Regions from separate parts of the Sus scrofa genome. Here region 1 is linked to region 2. The links are chromatin contacts, called in public Hi-C maps. All regions are on one chromosome and are shown on one strand. The core of a region is the stretch at or near the end of the contact, and the rest is flanking DNA. Distances in the headings are between cores, read along the strand shown.

Evidence for each region. A called contact is a pair of places that touch in the nucleus more often than the background predicts.
Region 1: a Hi-C map of liver shows a contact between it and region 2, with 1.7 times the contacts expected there. The contact joins the enhancer-like site here to the promoter of TMEM69 in region 2. A contact is called at or near these places in 1 of 5 promoter capture datasets (liver), 1 of 47 Hi-C or Micro-C datasets (liver) and 2 of 2 datasets of contacts at active chromatin or transcription factors (alveolar macrophages and skeletal muscle).

The regions. Positions count from the first base shown.
Region 1 is chr6:166,517,396-166,524,354 of Sscrofa11.1, reverse strand. BTBD19 (BTB/POZ domain-containing protein 19) reads left to right here. Exons shown (of 8, transcript XM_021096773.1): 3 at 292-505; 4 at 602-773; 5 at 2,162-2,221; 6 at 2,322-2,390; 7 at 2,461-2,592; 8 at 2,724-4,089. The coding sequence starts at 633. The coding sequence ends at 3,110. Among named protein-coding and RNA genes, the nearest start is that of BTBD19, 5.8 kb to the left of the region's middle. Within about 2 kb of position 3,269, at least 66 of the 83 cell types and tissues checked have an H3K27ac peak or open chromatin away from gene starts, as enhancers often do. A contact at or near this core is called in alveolar macrophages, liver and skeletal muscle, where this site is marked.
Region 2 is chr6:165,706,532-165,713,001 of Sscrofa11.1, reverse strand. TMEM69 (transmembrane protein 69) reads left to right here and starts at 4,019. Exons shown (of 3, transcript XM_021096737.1): 1 at 4,019-4,156; 2 at 5,910-6,049. The coding sequence starts at 5,996. It overlaps GPBP1L1 (vasculin-like protein 1), which reads right to left and starts at 4,038. Exons shown (of 12, transcript XM_021096736.1): 1 at 3,806-4,038.

The DNA of each region.
Region 1 (6,959 bases), core at 2,020-4,519, 810 kb before region 2:
TGGCTCTGGCGTAGGCCAGTGGCTACAGCTCCGATTTGACCCCAGTCTGGGAACCTCCATATGCCGTGGGAGCGGCCCAAGAAATAGCAAAAAAAAAAAGACCAAAAAAAAAAAAAAAAAAAAAAATTGGAACTCAGGCCTGAGTGACCCAGACCTTTGGGAGAAGGGACAGTCTCTTACATGACAGATAAGAAAACGGAGGCCTATAGAGCGAAGGCAAAGCCTAGAGCTGCACTGAGACTCTGGCCTCTTCTTCCTGGTTCTCTCTCTCTCTCTCCCCGCCCCCCGCAGTGATGTTCGCTTTGTGGTCGGTCAAGAACGGCAGGAGGTATTTGCCCACCGGTGCTTGTTGGCGTGTAGATGCAACTTCTTCCAGCGACTTCTGGGCTCGGAGATGGGCCCTGGGGTGCCTAGCCCCGTTGTGCTAAGCACCGTGCCAGCTGAGGCCTTCCTGGCAGTGCTAGAGTTCCTGTACACCAACAGTGCCAAGCTGCACTGACACTCTGTGAGCCCACTGGGCAGGGCTTGGGGCTCTGGGCGGGGTGGGGGAGTAGGAGGCAGAGGAGACTCCCTTTCACTTCCCCAAACACCTACTGTGCAGGTGCTGGAGGTGCTGACAGCAGCTGTGGAGTATGGGCTGGAGGAACTGCGAGAGGTGGGTCTATGTGGCTGTCCCGTCTCATTTCCCCCACCTCTTCTGGGCTCCGTTCACACCCTGCCTCACACACCTGCTAGCGTGGAGAGGACACGCACCAGTAGAGAGAGAAGAATGGGTATCTCTGTGTAAACAGTCATTTATGTGTGCCTGTATGCAAAAGGACACATGCATACCTTATGTGTGCAGCATATGGGCTGATTATGGCTGGTGCTGTAGATGCCAGGATAAGTCAGTCTTGATCCCTGTTCTTCAAATGGAGACAGACAGAAGAAAACTCTTAACCCAGTGAGTGGCTTTAGTGTGTGACAAGGGAGTTCCCACTGTGGCACAAGGGTTAATGATCTGGCTTGCCTCTGTGGAAGTGTTGGTTTGATCCCTGCCCAGAATAATGGGTTAAGGAACCGGTGTTGCCACAGCTGTGGCATAGGTTGCAGTTGAGGCTCGGATTCAATCGCAGGAACTTCCACCTGCCATGGGTGCAGCCAAAGAAGTGTGACGGATGAGAGCAAATGATGCTGAGACTATGAGGAGTCTTTCTGGTCTTGCCACCAGGGAGAGAGGAGGGGAAGGCCTCCTGGAGGAGGAAACATTTGTTGGGTTTGGTAGAAAGTGAAGGGGTTTGTTTGGGGGGAGGGGAAGAAAGTGGCATTCTACTCACAGAGGCGCAAAAGGAGCTGGCGCGACATTTAGTGTGGCGGGACTGAGAGTGTGAGTGGAGGAGAAGGAGAGAGGACCGGGGGAGGATGCCAGGGGCTAGTTCCTGCAGGACCTTCAAGAATTAGGACTTCTTTTACCCAGTGGAGATTCACTGGAGCTTTCAGGTAAAGGAGTGAGAGGACTTGCAAGCTGAAGAGATTAGGGATTGGGGAGTTCCCGTGTGGGCTCAGCAGAAACGAACCCAACTGTATCCATGAGGATAAGGATTCGATCCCTGGCCTAGCTTAGTGGGTTAAGGATCTGGCATTGCCGTGAGCTGTCAGGCTGACAGAGACAGCTCTGATTTGACCCCTAGCCCTGGGAACTTTCATATGGCAGCCCTAAAAAAAAAAAAGAGAGAGAGAGAGAGACGTGGAACTGGCATGACCCAGTGCTTTTTTTCTGGATGTGGGGGTGAGAGGGAGAGGTCATGGATGAAATTCAAGTTTCTGGTTAAAACAGAAGTGTCTCTGCCTCATGAAGGGGACACATGGAGAAAGATAAGTGTTGCGAAAGGGAGAGTGGACTTTTCACATGGCTCTTATCTAGTTTGATTAGTGGGGAATGTACTAGAAGGTAGGTTGCTGGGCTTGGCTTTGCTAGTTCCTCGTTCCTCCAGGCTTGCCCATTCTCTGGCGCTGGTGATTCCCCACCTCCCTTGGCCTGGGAGGTCTGCTTGGTCCTGGAGCTGCTGGGAACCTGGGTGGCTCACTGCTCCAAGCTTGGCCTGCTCACTGCTTCTGGGCTTGGGCTGGGTCCTTGGAAAAGGGACACTGGGGCACAACCCACGTTCATTTCTGTTCCCAGCTGTGCCTGGAGTTTGTGGTGAAGGTGCTGGATGTGGAGCTAGTTTGTGAGGCTCTGCAGGTGGGTGCTGCTGGGCAGGCCTATAGGTGATCCAGGTGTGGAGGGCTGGGCTACATGGCCTTTTCCATCTCCAACCTGACCTCTCTCATGCTGCTCTCAGGTGGCCGTAACCTTTGGCCTGGGATCGCTGCAGGAGCGTTGTGTAGCCTTCATAGAGGCCCACAGCCAGGTACAGCTCCACACCTTCATACTCCCGACCCCACATCCTGCTCCTCTCTGACCCAATTTTGGACCCACAGGAGGCCCTCCGGACCCGTGGTTTCCTGGAGCTGTCGGCGCCAGCATTGCTGCCCCTGCTGCGCAGCGACAAGCTCTGCGTGGACGAGGCCGAGCTCGTCCTGGCGGCCCGGAGCTGGGCACGCGTGGGCGCGGTAAGCGAGGGTTGAGGGGAATGCCCGTGGCGCTGCTGAACGAGGCTTGGGGCGCAGGAACCCGGCGAGCGAGCGGGCGGGCGGCTGAGCAGATGCCCCCGCTCGCCCGGGCTCAGCGCTGGCGTCGACAGGCGGTGCTGGAGCGGCCTGTGGCCGAGGTGGCGGCTCCGGTAGTGCGGGAGCTGAGACTGGCCTTACTGGCCCCTGCAGAACTGAGCGCCCTGGAAGAGCAGAACCGGAGGGAGCCACTCATCCCGGTGCGGACGCGGGGAACCGGGCTCAGATCCACTCCGGGGCGTGGGGGAAGCGCGGGGGGCGCCGGCCTGGGTCTGCAGGGCGAGGTGGGCCCTGCGGGACACCGCGGTGACCCGGTTTCCCTGCAGGTGGAGCAGATCGTGGAGGCGTGGAAATGCCACGCTCTGAGGAGAGGGGATGCGGCCCGGGGCGCCCTGTGCCGCCGCCGGAGGGGCACCCTGCCCCGGGAGCATCACCGCTTTCTGGACCCGCCCTTTAAGTGACCAAAGGCCGCCGGGTCCGGGGACTTCCGGCTCTCTGCCAAACTCCAGCTCCCGCCATGCTCGGCGCACGGAGACGGCTTCCGCTCCCAGCATGCCGTGCGAGGAGGGCGCGGGAAGCGCGCGGCGGTGGCGGGGGGGGATACGCGGTCGGCCACGCGCAGGCGCGGTGGGCGAGGCGCCCGGGCGGTGGAGGGCGGGTCTGCGCGGCGCGGGGCGGCCCAGGGCTGGGCCTCCGCCTCCAGCCCCGCGCGAAATCCGAAAGCGGTGTCCCTCGCGCCAGCGCTCCAGCTCTATGGGCGGTTCCCGGGAGCCCGGCACTTTTGCGCAGCCCGGTCCCTCTCGTAAGCCACGCATATATTTCAGCCCAGCTCCCTCTGTGTCGCCAGGCCCCCGCCCCGCAGCTCCCTCTCCGTGCCCCACAGGCGACGCAGCTTCGGTCCAAAACTGAGCTCCCGCCGCATCCTTGACCAGTTCGGCCCCCATAGGGTTTCCCATCTCCTGGGTGTCTCCTCCGTGCTTTACGCCTCTTCTTCACATCGGGCTCCCGGGACTTCTACCTACGAAGAGACTGAAAGCAGATGCCTGCCCAGAATATGCCTTTTTAGCGTGGGGTTATTTTAAGTTGAGTATTTTGAGAAAAAGGAGAACTTTGAAAACAGAGAAGTTACCCTTTTGTAAGGGAAATTTTTATGAAGGAAAGCTCCATGCGTAAGGTGTCTCCCTGTACCAGGAGGAGGATGACTACGAAGAATCTTGCCTTGCGGTCGCCACTGAAATACACCTAGTAAACCTTAGCCTTGCTCTCGGTGCTTTTTCCTGATGGCCTTCCCATAACTGGCCTCCCCACACTTTTCTTTCCTTTGTCTTTAGCTGAAGATGGTATCTACACAGGTATTTTAGGCCACCTCAGGAAGTTACTCGTTTTCCCCTGGGTATCTCCCATGTATAACATGTTAATAAATTGGTTTTTTTTTTCCCCCTCTTATTCCTCTGTCTTATTTCAGAGGTCTCAGCCAAGAGCTCAGAGGTTAGGGGAAAATTCTTTTTCCTCTCCTGCAAGATCTTTCCCGTCAGTCCCATGCCTCAGCCCAGTTCAGCCAGGCCTATATCTGTGGCAGGAATTACTGCCATGGGCTCTTGATTGCTTTCCTGACTTCGTGCCTGCGGAATTCCCCCCCCGCCCATTTCCCACTGTCACCAGACTTCTTGTTGGGCTATGGCCTCACAGGCCTGTAAGGTCTGTACTTGCCCAGCTTCAGCTTCAGCAAGACCCAAGAATGAGCCTGGAATCAGCAGCGGAGACATCAGCGTTTCATGGACTGGGGGATCTTACATGTCCGAAGCAAGGTCCAGGAGCGACACCCCATTGTGTGCTGCAGAAGGTGGGTAGGATGGGGCAGGCCTCACTCCTGGGGGGAAGGGGAGTTGATGTCAGCTTGGCTCATTGGCCGTCAGGGAAACCAGCAGAGGGCACTCCCCTCACCACCCCTTGAGAAGAACAATCATTAGCTGGTGCCTGGGGCAAATCTGTAGGAAGCTTAGTCCTGTGTGTAGGCTGTAGGTGAATAGGCAGGCACTGGTTGAGCAGGGGATGTACAGAGAGCAAAAAAAAAGAACAGCCATCTTGAGTGGCCTGACCATACACTTATCTAAGATCGTCAGTCCTACTCATATCAACTTCCTTCAGAAGTTCTCATATGGCACAGCGGGTTAAGGATCCAGCTATGTCAGTGCAGTGGCTCTGGTCTCTGCTGTGGCATGGGTTCAGTCCCTGGCCTGGCAACTTCCATATGCTGATGGGCATGGCCAAAAAAAAAAAAGAAAAAAAAAATCATCAACATCCCCATTGCCCTCAGGACAAAATATAATGTATTTCACTTTCAGGGGAACTCAGCGTTATTAGCGGTGCCAAGTAGTAGCAACTCTCAACTGTACCTTTGCATAAATTCCCTGGTGCCGAAGGCAGTGGTCCTCTAGCTCTGGGTCTGCTCTCTCGATTATTGAAGACTCCCCATGCTCCCCTTTCATTTGCTACACATTTTGTCTTCCTGAATCTCCCTGAAGGAAGATCTCTGGGCCTGAAGTTGTGCCTTGCTCATCTCTGCTTCCCAGTCCTTGTCATATAATCAGTGCTCCGTAAATGTTCAGAGATGACTTTGGTTTGTTTTTTTTTTCCCTGCCTGGGCATGCAGTAGCTTGATGTGGGATCTCAGTTCCCAGACCAGGGATTGAACCCAGGCTGCAGTGGTGAAAGCAGCAAGTCCTAGACCATCAGGGAATTCCTGACCTTGTTTTCTTTTCTTTTTTTTTTTTTTTTTTTTGTTGTTGTTGTTGCTATTTCTTGGGCCGCTCCCGCGGCATATGGAGGTTCCCAGGCTAGGGGTTGAATCAGAGCTGTAGCCACCGGCCTACGCCAGAGCCACAGCAACACAGGATCCGAGCCGCGTCTGCAACCTACACCACAGCTCACGGCAATGCCGGATCGTTAACCCACTGAGCAAGGGCAGGGATCGAACCCGCAACCTCATGGTTCCTAGTCGGATTCGTTAACCACTGCGCCACGACGGGAACTCCTGACCTTGTTTTCTGATTTAAACTCCATAGAGGGTTTAAAGGAGCTACAAAACAAGATACTATCAAGTGAAATTAGGGGCAGTTGACGAGGGGAAAAAAAAGTTATTCTCAGGGATTTTATTTTATTTTATTTTTTGGCCTTTTTTTTTTTTTTTTTCTTCTTTGGTCTTTTCAGGGCCACACCCGTGGCATATGGAGGTTCCCAGGCTAGGGGTCTAATCAGAGCTGTAGCCGCCAGCCTACACCACAGCCACAGCAACGCAGGATCCGAGCCACGCCTGCGACCTACACCACAGCTCATGGCAATGCCAGATCCTTAATGCACTGAGCAAGGCCAGGGATCGAACCTGCTACCTCATGGTTCCTAGTCGGATTCACTCCCGCTGTGCCATGACAGGAACTCCAGGGATTTTATATAAAAATATGTTGCACATGGATTAAAGATAGTCATTCGGGAGTTGCCGTCGTGGTTAGTGAATCCAACTAGGAACCTTGTGATGAGCAAGGCACAACTTCAGGCCCAGAGATCTTCCTTCAGGGAGATTCAGGAAGACAAAATGTGTAACAAATGAAAGTAGTTAGTGAATCCGACTAGGAACCATGAGGTTGCGGGTTCGAGCCCTGGCTTTGCTCAGTGGGTTAAGGATCCGGCATTGCTGTGACCTGTGTAGGTTGCAGACGCAGCTCGGATCTGGCGTTGCTGTGGCTCTGGCGTAGGCCGGCGGCTACAGCTCCGATTCGACCCCTAGCCTGGGAACCTCCATATACTGTGGTGTGGCCTTAAAAAGCTAAATAAATAAACTGACAAACGACAGATTAACAGGGGAAAAGCATATAAATTTATTTAATTTTTTTGTGACACGGGAGCCTTCATAAGGAAAGGAAAACCGGGAGAGACAGTTAAACCAAAGTATTTTTATGCCAGGTTAAAGAGTATGAAGGGGAATCAGTCTGGGGGGAATTTAGAATTCTCTTCAGAGTCTCATTGTCCTTGGAGATAAGGATGCTCCTTTGCTCCCAGTATAGGAAAGGCGTCTCTCACCTGAGGGTTTTATGTCCCATGTCGTGGAAGAAGGGTTCGGGGAGTGGGGAGGTCAGAATGATTTTCCTGTCTTCTCCAATTCTTTCAGCTTAAAATATTCAGTATATCGAGGTGCCATATTTGGAGGGTCATGTCCTAAGCCCCATCAGTGGCACAGTGACTATGCCTCTTTTGGATCCAGGCTGCGTGGGTTTGAATCTCAGCTCCACCACTTCCTGGCTTTGTGACTTGAG
Region 2 (6,470 bases), core at 2,770-5,269:
GCCAAACTATTAAACAGACACTGAAGAGAAAACTGGCAAGGAGAATTCATTCGAAATAAAATTGGCTTCCTAACATTCTCCCTCCCCACCACCAAATTTCAAGAGCTCAGGTAAAATAGGATTCAACTGAAATCAACCTGAAATTCCCTGGTGGCGTAGCAGCTAGGGATTTGGTGGTGTCACTACTGTGGCTCTGGTTCAATCCCTGGCCTGGGAACTTCCACTCGCTGTGGGCTTGGCAAAAACAATCAACTGAAAGAATATTTGAAAGGATATTTGTATCAATACATACAAACTGTTTTGAGTGCCCTGGGGAAAAAAAAAAAAAATTTAAAGTCTCACCCAAGTTTATGGGTCCAGTGGTCAACAACGGAAAAACACAAAGCAACTGACTTGTAATTTCTGTAAAGCATTTTAAATGTTTGTCTTGTAAAACCACAAAAATACTTTAAGAACAACAACAATCAATTCCCAGGGGAACTCACAAAAGTAAACTTTAGTATTTAAAGAATGTAGAAAGGTAAACTGAAACTGACTCCTAGGGAAAGAAGACAGTTTATTTTACTATTAATTCCAAAATTTTCATTCACAATTACCATTTTATTATTTTATCTTTTAGACAGACTGCAACTTGAAACTCAAGCATCTTCCCAAATACTGAAGTTAACTGTTTTTGGTTTCCATTCTATGCCTTTTTGTTTTCAGTTAAACTTCTGGATCTAATGGTTTAAAAAAAAAAAACACAACGAAAAACAGCAAACAAAAAGACAGCCTTTTGTTTGAAAGGGCACAACCATGAGACACTCCACATGTAAAGTTTGTTTACACTCTTCTAATAAATACCCCAAACTTAACAGCACTCTGATCTCTTTCAAGCATTACACATAAAAGACCTTAGAAAAGTCCAGCAATCGACCAAAACTACAAATCTAAGTCTACTGAAGACTACCAATCAGTTTACTTTTGGATGGGACTTACAGAGAAGGTGACTTATGTTACTAAACTAAAAACATGAGCCATCACCAACTTCATTTTTTCCTTATAAGCAATAAATATCAAAGAGCAAATATTTCAACAAATAGGATAAACCAACCTCGGAGCATAGTTGGCTGATAAAATTACCACCACAGCACAATTTAAAAACTATAAGCAACTACAAAAAAAAAAAAATAAAAAAACAATCAACACCACACCCACTCTTATGTAAACTTTTGGAGTAAGCAAACTTCTTCAGCCTCACCTTAGTTTTCGCCTAGCAAATTCTTCAAGATAAGACACGAACTGCAAGATCTAAAGATCCAGTAGTTGTCCCCGTAGGAGAAACAACTCAGAATTTAAGACCTGTTAGCGTATTTAAGTTACCAAGCTCAGGGCACTTCCCCAAGCTACAGCCATTTTAGATTCAGCCTTTCTTTTGAATTTCATGGGGGTGGGGAGAGGTAGATGTTAAACAGAAAGGAAAAAAAAAAAGTCCTCGGTAGGAGACTTCGAGATGGACCAGCCTTTCCCCCCCGCCGCCCCCGAAAGGAAAGGTGCTGGACAGACGGAATCGAAATGAACGAAAACACCTCGCTGCCCAGAGGCAGCGGGACACGGGGCAAGTGGGGGAGGGAGGCAAAGCTCTCCGTTTCCCCGCAAAGACCCCACGTTTGCCTCACTCGCTTTCTTCCTTAGACTTTCCATCCCTGGAAAACAAAAGCCCTCGGCGCTCACTTAGGAAGGGAAGAAAGAGACACCCGGGCACCAGGCTGCTGAGCCACCACCGAGACGGACCGCCTGGAGGGGAGCCAGGGAGCCGCAGGTGAGCACGGCGACCCCAAGACCGAAGTTGAAGCGGGAGCGCTCAGGCGGAGCCGCGCCGACGCTCGCGGGCACGGCTGCCCGCGCCGGGCGAGGTGCGGCGTCGGAACCGCACGACGCGTGGGCTCGCCCCCGGCTCCCCGGACCGACCTACACCCAACCACCTGTGTGAGAGCCTCCCGCAACTTGCTGCAACAGCCGCTCGGTCGGGGACCGGGCGGAGGCCCGCGCCGGACGACGCGAGATCCCCCCCCCGCCCAGGTGTCCGCAACGCGCACTCACCGGGCAGCCGCGGAGCTCCAGCTAGGGGCCAGTCGCGGCGTCTCAGGGCGCGTCCCCCGCTTCCTGCTCCCGCGGAGGTGAAGAGCCCACAACCATAACAAAGCTCTTCCCAAAATGGCTGCCCGGCCCACACGGCCCAGGAGGGGCAGAGCGGGCGCAGGGGGAGGAGCGAAGGCCAGCCCGGCCCCCCCGCCCGGCCCCGCCTCTGACACGCCCCCTCGCTTGCCCCGCCCACAGGCGCGCACGCGCACGGGCGCTGCTCGGGCGACCGCCGCCGGCGCTCCGAGCGCCAACGTGCGGCCGCGAGAACAGCGGTTGTCCCTCGCCCCGCCCCCAGCCCTCCCTCCGCAGCGGCTTGCGGCCGTGCCCGGTCGCCCCCGCCCCTCTGCAGGGGAGAACCCTGCTTTTCCGCGCGCCGCCTTAGAGGCGGAGATCAACTGGGTTTGATACTCCCCTTCCATTGCCTCTCCCGACACTCGGGCCTGGGCGCGTGCGAACGAGTGGGTGGGTGTGTACGGTGTGCCCGTTTCAACACGCCCCTTCGTCCTGCACACCCCACCTCTGGGGAAGCACGCCTCTCCGAACTACCTCTACAGGTGCTCACCGGTAGGCGTGTGTGTTTGCCGACCCCTTCCCACTTTCGGCTCCTGCCTTCCACGTGCGCGCGCGTCGCTAAGACTCCAGCCCCCAGCGGGCCTCGCTGCCGGGCTCTGGAGTCCTGCGCGGCTGGGCCCGAGGCGTTGCCCACTGGGAGTGCTAGTTCCGCCCGACCGCTGGCGTCACGCCCCTGTCCCAGCACCGGGAGGATTTCGGGTCTGAGTCTGCTCCCGTGCCAGGGCGGAGAAGCTGTTTCTCTGACCCAAAGTTTCATTGGGTGTCGCGTAACGGGAAGGGGCGGCGCTGCCATGACGGAGGAGGAAATAAAAGTGAAAGCCGATAGCGGCTGGAAGGGGTTAGCATCAGGAAGAATGTGCTGTGAGCCCGTTCTGCACGCGAAGCTAAACCTTGAGAGAGCTGGTAACCAGGAAGCTAGACTACATAGAATCTGGAGGAATGTGAAACTGGCCATCCTGGGCCGGTTCAGGTCTCCCATTGTCTTCAGACAGATACGTCTAGTGGTGCTTCCTTTTTTTTTTTTTTTTCCAGCCGCACTCGCGGCGTAGGAAAGTGCTCTGGTCAGGGATTCATTCCGAGCCAGAGCTGCGACTTACGCCATAGCTGCAGCAAGGAGAGATCCTTAACCCATTGCAGTGGGCTGGGCATCCAACTGGCACCTCTACAGAGACAAGTGGGGTCATTAACCAGCTGTGCCACAGCGGGAACTCCCGATGACAGACTGAAATTGAAGCTCAGAGAAGGGAAGGGACTTGCTCAAGGTCACCTAGCTCACAAACAAAAGTTAAAGCGGAGAGCGACAGGAGGAATAATCTAACTTCCGGGTCACCCTCAAGCCCAAGACTCTTACCACGTCTTTCATGGAAGTGAAAGTCCTGCCCCGGTGCTTTTTATTTCTTAACTAAGTTTTCAGTTAGCAGCAAAGAAAATGAAGTGGAAACAGGTGTTTGTTTTCTTAGCTAGTATTAGTTCAGGACCCCAATGAGAAGGGAGATGTGCCCCGTTGATCCTAGAAACTTTGTTGTTACGCAAAGTAAAAAAATGAATTCCAGAGATAGCAAGCAATTTGGCCAAGTCATACTTGGCCTAGACTCCAAATCTCTCCTACCTTGCTCCACCACCATCACTCTGAGATGGTTCCAGTAGTTTCACTCCACCTTCCCGAACTCTGCGGAGCAGATTCTTCTGGCTGGGAAACCTGGAATAGAAAGGCAAGGACCGTTCAGATGCCCTAAGAATTCCAAAGCCGGCTTTCACTAGAATCAAGATGTTAGAGTCCAAGACAGAAAGCCTGGAATTGGGAACCAGTTAGGGGTGGTTAGGTCTCCAGCCGGACTGATTTTTTTCCGGCTCCCAGGAAGTGGGAGGCTAATAACCCCCACTTGCCGGAAGTGCTTTTTCCAGAGAGCCTGGCCAATCTTGCAGCTCAGCTTTCCACCTCCCCGCGCGACGCTGGCAAGTAAGTAACAGCGCTGCTGCGACCAGTGCAGGTTGGGAAAGGGGGGCACCAAGCCTTCAGAGTAAAACTGAAACCGCAGGCACAGTTGGGCACAGTTTCCCGAGGATCTTTGCATCCAGACCCCGCCTTCCCTTTTCTCTGCTGTCGGCGCTGAGACTTGCATTTTGCAACTCTTATATTTGAGGCAGTGGAAACCTTGAGCTTTTTCACCAAAATTGAGCAGATTAACACTTGGGGCTTTGTCCTTTAAACCCCTCACCAGTTGCCGTCCTCAGGCTTTTAGGGTGTCACTTTTTCGCTTCAATACTCTTGAGATGGGAAGCACATGTCACCTTGCATAGAAAGTTCGAAAGGTTGAGGGAGCATTAAGCTTTTTAATGGGGTGATTTTGAACAAAGGTGAATGTGTGGGCCATGCGGATACGTGTGTCTGGGAGTCAGGAGTAGATGTGTGTTATCTAACCTCTGCTCAGAGGCCAGAGATAAACGTCCTGCTTGCTTCCTTATTCATAGAATGAAGACACTGACTGGCTGGTGTACAGAATTTCTTGACCCAGCCCTAAGATCTGTAGTCAAGAAATTAGTTCACCAAGTTTTTTAATCAAGCAGCAACTGTGGGGTTTGGATTTTTAGACACCTCATTCTTCTGGTTAAGAATGGAACTCATGTAAACATGATAGATGTAGATTCATATTTTCACACAGCCACTTACTGGGCTGCTTATATTGTGTAAGGTGGGAATAATAGCTAATATTTTTTGAGTGCCTACTTTGTGTTAGGAACAGTTGTCAGCTCTTTACATGTATTGACTTTTTTTTTTTTTTAAAAATACAAAGACCCTATGTAGTTATTATAAGCCTTGTAGATGAGTGAACTGCACCATAGCCAGCTTAAATAATTTGTCCAAAGTGATATAGCTAATACTATGTTGGAGCCAGGATTCCAAACCAGATTATTTGACTCAAGTCTGCACTCTAACTTAACAGGCAATACTGTTTCCAGCACCAAGTTGATGAGGTCATTGTATTGAATGAGTTAGTGCATATAAAACACATAGTTACAGTGCCTGCTAAATTGTATTGATTGCTACTATCATTACTTTGAGCTGTAAACTACAAAGCCCCAAAACATACCTTAAGGGAAAAAAAAAAAAAAAGCAGAGAAGCTATATGACTTTCAGTGTTTTGTCTTTTTTTCTTCGGCCGCACCCGTATGGAAGTCCCAGGCTAGAGGTCGAATTGGAGCTGTAGCCACCAACCTACGCCAGAACCACAGCAACTCGGGATTTGAGTTGTGTCTGTGACCCATACACCACAGCTCACAGCAACGCCAGATCCTTAACCCACTGAGCGAGGCCAGGGATCGAACCTGCAACCTCATGGTTCCTAGTTGGATTTGTTAACCACTGAGCCACAACGGGAACTCCTATGACTTCCAGTGTTAAAGATGAGAAAGCTGCACTCCAAGGAAACAATTTACTCAAGGTCACACAGCTGGGAAATGAGGGAGGCATTTGTAAAACCCAGATCTATTGTCTCTATGCATTAATTACGTTGTAATACCAGACATCAAAAGCTTAAAAAAATGGTTCAGAGAAGAAAAGGATCTATTAATATGTTAACTGATTTTTTGAAAACATTAGTGATTGTTTTCCAAGGAAACTGTGTTATATGGAAGAAATCCTCCCGAATTACTACTTTTAAAAAACTATGTATAAAATGAAGAAAATAAATGACATCTTATTTTGTACATAGCAGCATGCTTCTGATTAAGACCCTCCAGTTAGCTGTAAAAATACATTAATCAGAACTGCCTGGCATCTTCCTAAGCAAGACTCTCAATGAGGCCCAATATGCTTCGCTTCATCCAGAAGTTTTCTCGAGCATCTTCAAAGGTTAGTTTATTCAGCAAATATTTGAGCACTACTTTCCAGGCATTGCTTGGCTAGGCAATAGCAGTGAAGAAGAAAAAAATCCTTTCCTCTTATATTCTGGTTGAAATGTTTGCTGTGTCAAGTGTTACATGCTATAGAGAACTTTAGAGCAGGGAGGGGGAATAGAGAACAGTAGACTTAAGGATTGCATTTACAAGCAGGGTGATCAGCAGTGAGGGAAGGAGCCATGCAAGTAGCTCAGGGAAGAACATTCTATACAAAAAGAAAAAAAGAGGAGTTCCTGCTGTGGCACAATGGGTTAATGATCTGGCTTGTCTCCATGGAGGCACTGGTTCAATCCCTAGCCCAGCACAGCGGGTTAAGGATCCAGCATTGCTACAGATGTGGCACAGGTTGCAGCTCTGGCTCCAGTTTGATCCCT